Linked DNA regions of Gossypium hirsutum: region 2 is linked to region 1. The links are chromatin contacts, called in public Hi-C maps. All regions are on one chromosome and are shown on one strand. Each heading gives the region's core, a stretch centred on a gene start, on an enhancer-like site or on the middle of the called end of the contact. The rest is flanking DNA. Distances are from core to core; before and after follow the strand shown. Region 1 holds the start of LOC107917815 (probable NAD(P)H dehydrogenase (quinone) FQR1-like 1). Region 2 has its middle 20 kb from the start of LOC121208054.

Region 1 (4,159 bases), core at 810-3,309:
ATTTAGTGTGCTGGCTCATAAAACTCAATTTTGATAACTATTTTAAGGAAAAATGGAGATACACTAGACCATCAATCATGGGCAGATACATGACCCAAAGAGTAGGGGAGCTTGAAGATCAATGCCAGGATAAATTTGTGGCAGAGGAAAATTCTAGAAAGGGACATATAAGGGGTCAGAAAACAGAAAAACTATGAACCAACCAAAAATTGTCTGCCCATCTTACCATACATCAGTATTCATCTACAATAACACAGGGCAAAGGGTTCTAAGGTGAAAGCTGCCACAAACTAGGATATCAGAATAAAACCAAAAAAATTAAGCAACCAGTATTAAACTAGCAGATTGAGTGCATAATGACAACTGAATAGTATATAACTAATCACCCCTGAAGAGAGCATGCTATGCCATACATGATACCTTGTTACAAGGGAGAATAGTTTCGGTCATTTCTATAATAAACTAATGTCAGATGTCGCTTGCAGATGGTGCCAAGAAATTTATCTTATGTCAATACCTACAGATGTCATTGCTTTTGAATTCCAAGAATGCATATGAGTACAGAATAAGCATACAACAAAAGCATCCAGAGATATCCAAAGTGCATACAATCTATAGTAATATAGTAATTCAATAACATGCCAAATGTAAGTCTAATATATGGTCATACTAAAAAACATTGCTAATGGTATACGATTTTGTAATTCAAAACAATAATGATGGAATCTAATGTCCTTAGCCCCACCATTCAGAATCTCAGATAGGTTTAGTTTCTTAAGAACTTGCTCTGGCCCCAAATAAAATAAATTGCTGACTCCACTTGAGCCCTGTTTAAACTTGCTCTTGGAGGAACCTCACAAACAAGTACAGATAAGGACAGTAGCAACTGCAACTAAGTGACATTGACTCAAGTATATATATAGGGAATAGTTGTGAGGACATTCTTGATTCATCTAAAACTCAAAAATATGTCGGCAAATACAGAACTAGATCCCCACTCCCACCCCCCTAAAACCGACAACCTGTCTCCATATTATTGTTCAACAAATTCAGTTCCTTACACAGGTTATGTCTTAGTTACCACGTCGTCTCAGAGAGCAGTACAAAAATCGCTAGTTAATGCATAATGCAAACGTAGTTTCATCTTTAATACAGATACTAGCAGACATTTAAGAAAAAAAAAACAATTAATCCGACAGCATAATAATTTTAGAAGCTAAATCTCCAACTAGAACAATAAAACATAGCCTTTCTCAACCCAAATCTATATGCAACATGTAAGTTTTCCAACAAATAGCAAACAATTAAATCATGGTTTAATAAAATATGCAAAACAGATCCAGTTAAGAGTTCATGGTTTACTGACTAAAAAACTGTCCTTGATAGGCTCATTTCCTTTTCTACTTCCTAATCAGTTTTCCCATGTATCAATTCAAACAAACATAACCAAATTGAACACAGCTTTAATCTGATTGACCTTTTTGATTGTGCCTCCTAAAATAGCCAAATTAATCCCATTACCAACAAAAATTAGATGAAAAAGAATCTGAAACTACTGACATCGTAACGTCTATGGTTATTTCTTAACTAATTGACTCCAAAATCAACAGACGATAAACAAAAACCAATTGATATTGCATTTCTCCGGTATCCAACTTGAAATTAATTTCAAACTCAAATGATTAAAAATCGCATTTTTCCAGCTCCAGAAATTATACTTTGGGGAACTAAATCTTACTCTAATTATTGTAAGATTAATTGAAATTCCAAACTTTCCGTTAAATTATAAATACAGAAAAGAAAAACCGAGTTCAGCAGAATCAACTCAAAGCAATAAACTAATTTAAAAAATTAAATCAAAAGAAAGCTAAAAAAAGGGAAAAAAATCACAAATCTCAACTCAACTGAAGTAATAAAAAAATCAATCAAGCATCACAATCAAACAGCATTTCAAACCCCACACCCCCCCCCCCAAAAAAAAACAAATAATTTTTTTTCAAAATTTAAGAAGAGGGAAATAGAATTAAACTACATACACAATATACACTTTGGTTGCCATCGATGAATTCCTCAGAAAATTATGACAAGAAAATTCCCTTTTGTTTGAAGTTTGGTTTTGTTTTGTTTTTTTTTTTTTTTTTGCTTTTTAATCAGAAAAGAATGGTTGCAGAATGTGGGAAAATGGAGGAGGCCGAAAGCTGTATTTATAGTTGATTGCAGGGTTTAATGTAAAGGGTGTTTAATTAGTTAGTAAAATTGAGATTAAGGAAACGGTGGCGTACGTAAGGGGTTTTAAATGGGGTTGGTGGTTGATTTTAAAAACAATTATGAAATTTAATGATGAGATGTTGTTGTCACGCTCATCATCATGCGGGTCGTTACACATAATAAATTTAATGCTTCCTTTATTACTTTTTATTAAATTTGTTGACTAAAACTTATTTATACCTTTTTTGTTTTATATTTTTAACTGTTCTTTAGGTCTAATTATGGCCTCAGTCTTTCTATTTTTGAACTTTTTAATTTTAATTTTTTAAATTGGCCATTTAAATATTCAAATTTAATGTAAATACAATGATAATATTATTAATTGAACTTCAATTTTTTTTAATTAGATAAGTAGAGGGAGAATTATATATAGAGCGATTGAATTTGAAAATCCAAAACATATAGGGAGTGAGGGCATAGTTAAACTTTTTTTTGTAACGAATTTAATTGTTTATAAAATTTAAAGAAACGGTTTGGTAGATGATTTAATTTGTAAAAATGTTAGTCAAGGTTTGATTAATGGGAAAAAAATACAAAGGATATTGGTACAAATGAAAAGATTTGTGTTAAGTAAATGGGGGGACAAAAAGATGGGTGTTTTAATTGCAATGGGTGAAAATGAATTATTATTTGTTTTTTTAGATTATTGGAATTTGGGGTCCAATAGAAAAAGAAAAAGGATGAAATTGAAGAAGAGGTGGGTTAATTAGTGGCATACCAAAATCGAACTAATGCTTGCCTGACAAATATGGGATGACGTCTCCCATGCTACATGCTGATCCATTTTTAGTTGAATGCCCCACTTTGAATATAGGGTTTAGGCTTAATTCCTCTTTTCATCCTTGTATTAGAGTTAAATTATCATTTTAGTGTTTGCACTAACTTTTTTATCAGTTTACTGCTAATACTATCATTCTGTGATTTCCTTGCCTAATCCAAATTTCCGTTAAAAATATAGAAAAAAAAAATTAAGTCTAAAATTCCAAACTACTGAATTTTTTATAAAATTATTTTGATGTTCTGGATGCTTATAAATTATAAAATTATTTTTTATTTCAAAATCTAGAAAAAATTATTTCATTTTCCAAATAATATTACATTACTAATCATCGATCTGACAATTCATGTTGTCTCAAGCTTCTTTTATCACAACCTTGAAATCACCTTCTATTTCAACAAACCGAAACCCATCTCTTGAGCAAATCTAATTGCTTGAGTGCTGACTAAAGCTTCTGCTATTAAACCGGCTCTATAGACAAACTTTTCCCATAATAAGTCCATCACTTTTCCTTTTCACAATGCCCATACTTGATTTAAAGCGGAAAAGCATTGAAAACCAGACAAAGAGTTGAAAAAAAAGAAGAGAATTTAAACATATTTTTTTTAATACTTTTAAAAATTTAAAAGCAATTGAAATATGGTTTTTACATTTGTAGAGGAATAGGAAATTAATTTAAAATATATAATTAATATATTTAAAAATACATATTTTATTTTTTTAAAAATATAACATTAAAAGTAAATGAATTTTAAAAATGGATTTTTAAATAACTTTTCATTCCTTTTCATTTTTTTTTTAAAAATAACATAAATTATAAACATTTTAAATATAAAATTAATTCATGTTTAAAACTAATTTTAAATGCTGACTAATAAAACTAAAAAGTACATTAAAAATTTAATTAAATATTAAAAATTATTATAAAAAAGCATATGGAGATATATATGAGGACAAATATGTTTTTGAATTTTACTTCACATTACGTTTTAGTCACTCAATTTTTAAGACTTGTGTAACAGCCATTAATATTATTAAATTGTTATATTTTAGTTACTCATCCGTTATTTCCCGTTAAAATAAACATTATATTTATCTAATTTGATCAACTAG
Region 2 (4,159 bases), core at 1,165-3,664, 43 kb before region 1:
TATGAAAGCTAAACACACGAGCTTTTTTCTGACCTCTGCTCCATACATTCCATATGCAGATTGTTTGATCCATCCCCGCAGAAGCAAGTAGATGAACTGTAAACTAGATCATAAACAGTTAAAATGGCACTCAGAAGACCGGACCAATAAATATAATGCACTAAAACAACAAAGGTAAAAAGTCGATGGTTTTAGAAAAACAATAGCACACCATGAGTCGGTGACCAATGAACAGCATTAACAGCTTTTGCATGCCCATGCAGAGCTACAGAAAGCTTTCCAGGAATTTGACTTAGCTGTGTACGGCCCTTTGGTTTATGCCGCATCAATGAAAGAACATCATGTGGTAGATCCAGTTCTGAAATGCTTCCAAGAACTGAGAACAAGAGATTTACTGTATCAGCAGGAAAAATGACACAAGTTCTTATGATTATAGTAAAAGTTAATCTTGACACAAGTGAACAGCTTATGAGTACAACGACGTAGCATAAACCTTATTGTTATTAACACTACTCAATAAAAGTATCATAAATAATAAGGAACAAACAAGATTCACGAATACATTTGTTATGGTGAATACTTTTATGAACGGGTGAGACTTCGTTCTACAAATAGAGGAAACATCCAATTTTTAACAATAAGCTTGTCAAATATTTGGACAGATTCTGTCAACAATCGGGCTTATACATTTATTCGATCTGGCCCTTTGATTAGACGCAAAAAACACTGAAGGATACAGATTTGACTGGTATAACCATCAGACAGGAGCACATCATCAGAACAAACCATGTTAAAATTTTCTTTCTATCATTTGAGGGCTCATATCCATTTGCTTTTTGCTTCCCTGACCCTGTTTGAAGTTCCAACCCAATAATTGTGTACACAAAGGAAACACAAGCAATTCTAAAACAAGCTGTAGAGTACATGAGTAAGATATTATCATATTAATGCCAAAAAAAAGAGTTAGTCAAATTTTGCCATTAGTCCCGTGTACTAAACTGCAAATTTAGTCACTATACTCTAATTTGATCATTTTTAGTCCTTGTACTTTTCGAATTTTGAAACTGTAGCCCTTGTACTTTTCAAATTTTGAAATTTCAACTTTAGTCACTATGTTAAATTTTGTTGTTTCCGAAATTTTATGCAATAAACAATTATCACACGGAAATTCAATGTCAACTTACTATTTCCATATAATAGTCACAAAAATGCCACCTCATTTTAGTCAATGAATTTAACGACTACAAGTAGCCTGAGTCATGACTTAAAATTTCAAAATCCCAAAAAAATGGTTTCTAGAAATGATTGACTCAAAGCACAAAAACTAAATCACAAAAACTAAATCACAACTAACGCATGTAGAATTTGACCTAACGAATTTAATTGTTACCGATTATGCCAGAAAAAAATACTATAAAAATGACTAAATCCACAACTTAGCAGAATCTGAACAAAAGACTTCAATACACAATGTAGAGGAAAGAAAATGGGCTCAGTGAAATAGGCAACAGTAAAAAAAATGGCACTAATCTTTGAATGAGATAAGATCATTGAACTATACAAGGAATATTAAATACTCAAATAGAGTGCAAGGCAATTGAGTCTCGGCTCCAGCCGCCTCCTTGCCAAAAGGTAGTATCAACAACAACAACAAAAAAAAATTTACATGAACATTTTCTTCCTACCGAGTCACCAATTCAATCCAAAATTTCTCTACTCAATTGAAAACACAAATTAAATTAAGTTTCTAATTTTAAACATTGATTATCTCATCAATGACAAGACTACCCATTTCCTCTTTTCACTTGGTTTTCAAAAAAATAATAATCAAAAACTGCAACTTTAAACCAAAAAAAAAAAGCCGCTAAAATTGGGGAAATAAAAGAAAAAGGCAAAAGCAACAAGTACCTGATTGATTGATGACATGATGATCCCGGTGAATCGGGTTCGGTTCATGAGCCTGGGAAACCGCACCAGCAAGTGCTCGTTCCCTTTTCGATATGTACCTGCCGGGAAGCGGAGCTTCTTCTCTCTTTTGAAGATCCAATGTGGGAAATAGGTATTCGGGTTTGGGCCGTTTGGAAGGGCGGAAAGGGAGGTGGTGATGGTTTACAGGTTTGGGTTCAGGGTCGGGTTCGGGTTCGGGTTCATCGTCTGAAGTGTTGGAGTAGGCTTTGAAAAGAAGATCCATGGCTGAACGGAAAAGCTATTTTTCTTTTTCGGCCGCCTTTTTCAGTTTTTTTCTCCGAAAGGGCAAATTGGGTGTTGCAAAATGGCCATATAATTTGTATGCCATTAATCAAAGCCCATTGTATAGGAAAAATGGGGCTATTATTTAACCACTACAGGCCCATGATCTTAAAAATATGGACCCAAGTGCCTACAAAATTCATAAATACAACCATTCTTGGGGCCTAAAATGGACCTAAGGGTGGTGAACCATGCCCATGGCTTTGACAAATGGGGTTTTTATTTAACCATTATAAGCCACTGCCCCAATGAAAGATGCTTTATAACATTCATAAATGGGCTTATATTTGTAACCATTGCTACAAGAGCCATTTCTTTATTTTTTTATATTTGAATGTAAAGGTGATAAATTAATATATTTGGTAATATTTAGTTAATCGCATAACTTATTTTTAACAAAGAGAAAGAAAATATTTTTCCTATTTTGAAGAGGTTTTATTCATTTTTCTAATTTCAAATCTAAAATTGTATTAACTATTGTTTATTTTATGTCTAGTTATTGTAAGGGTTAATATTTGATACACTTGGAGTATATTTTTTTTATTCTACAAGTAATTTTAAAAATTACCATGTCTCTTTTTTTTTAATATTTTGTAATACTTCTATATGACACTTTTTACCCTCTTAACCCTGTAAAATCTAAAAATTATACCAAAAATTATATAAAACTTGTTATATGTGTTACCAGAAGAAATATAAATATTTTATTTTTGGATATTATATAAAACTTGCAGCCTATTATTTAATATTGGTTAAATTTTTTTATATAAATTAAAATTGAGTAATATATATTAATGTGCTAGTGAAGTGGAGAAAAACCAAAGATACTCCCCTCTTTAAGGTTTTTCCTTTACTAAATATACTTTTTTTTTAATAAAAATACTTGTTACAAATCATAATAAGATATAAAGGGTATTTTGAAATTTCAAAATTGGGGTGATGTTGTTACGACACTCTTTTTTTTTCTTTTTTTTAAAATATATATAGGTTGTACTATTGTAATAAAATATGGATCTGAACAGAAAAACTGGTGATGGGCCCTAAACAGCAATAATGACTATAAGAGAATAAAGGGATGTAGGAAGTAGGTCCGACCAATCCTTCCTCTTCATATTTCCATCATCAACCCCTTCAAAAATATATTTTAAAAAAATTAAATAAATTGGACCTTACTTTTCCAGGCACCCCCCAGGGTCCTACTCTTCAAAATCATAAACAACTTTAATCAAAATTTTATTTTCAGACTAATTATATACTAACCCTTTTCTTTTATGTATATAAAGAATAAAGAATAAAGAATAAAACTTTATAACTATTGCTATTATTGATGCAAAAATGAGGTCATGCTGTCAAGTCTTTGGCCTAGAAATTGAACCATGTGCCCTAACCCCCACACACTCAAACCTTCTAGGACTGTATATTCTTCTTAACAATTTTTTGCAGCAGCTGACAGCCAAATTATGGTACTTCATAGGAGTTTTGATAAGATATATCATATTTTGTCTTCCAATGGGAAAAAGGGTTATCAATAGTGGTTTAGAAGAGACAAGTCCTAATTATTCAATCAAATGCTCATTCCAATTACATGTTAAAAATAAGAAGCGGTTTCAGGTGGGGCTAAAGTCTGACTCATGCATTTTATTAATATGACTGACTCGAAATATTAGTTTTAAATTTTATTTAAATTTATTAATATTTATAGAAAAAACTAACTAAAATCAGTTTAGATGCATCAATATTTAAAAAAAAATATATAATGACGTTTAATTATATATGTTTTAATAACATTATATATATTTCTTTTATTAATTTTCTAAACATTAAAAAAATAATATTTTTTAATATTTACATTACAATACTATATATTTAATTTTTATATAATATGGAATATAAAATATATAAAATTTTA

The links. Hi-C and Micro-C count contacts between places; a contact is called where the count stands out from the background.
Region 2: a Hi-C map of leaf shows a contact between it and region 1, with 5 times the contacts expected there. The contact joins the enhancer-like site here to the promoter of LOC107917815 in region 1. A contact is called at or near these places in 13 of 34 Hi-C or Micro-C datasets (anther, callus, leaf and 1 more).

Annotation. Positions count from the first base shown.
Region 1 is chrA01:9,670,789-9,674,947 of Gossypium_hirsutum_v2.1, reverse strand. LOC107917815 (probable NAD(P)H dehydrogenase (quinone) FQR1-like 1) reads right to left here and starts at 2,059. Exons shown (of 4, transcript NM_001327136.1): 1 at 2,037-2,059. The coding sequence starts at 2,059.
Region 2 is chrA01:9,714,271-9,718,429 of Gossypium_hirsutum_v2.1, reverse strand. It overlaps the pseudogene LOC107918225. Among protein-coding and RNA genes, the nearest start is that of LOC121208054, 20 kb to the left of the region's middle. Within about 2 kb of position 2,414, at least 8 of the 9 cell types and tissues checked have an H3K27ac peak or open chromatin away from gene starts, as enhancers often do. A contact at or near this core is called in leaf, where this site is marked.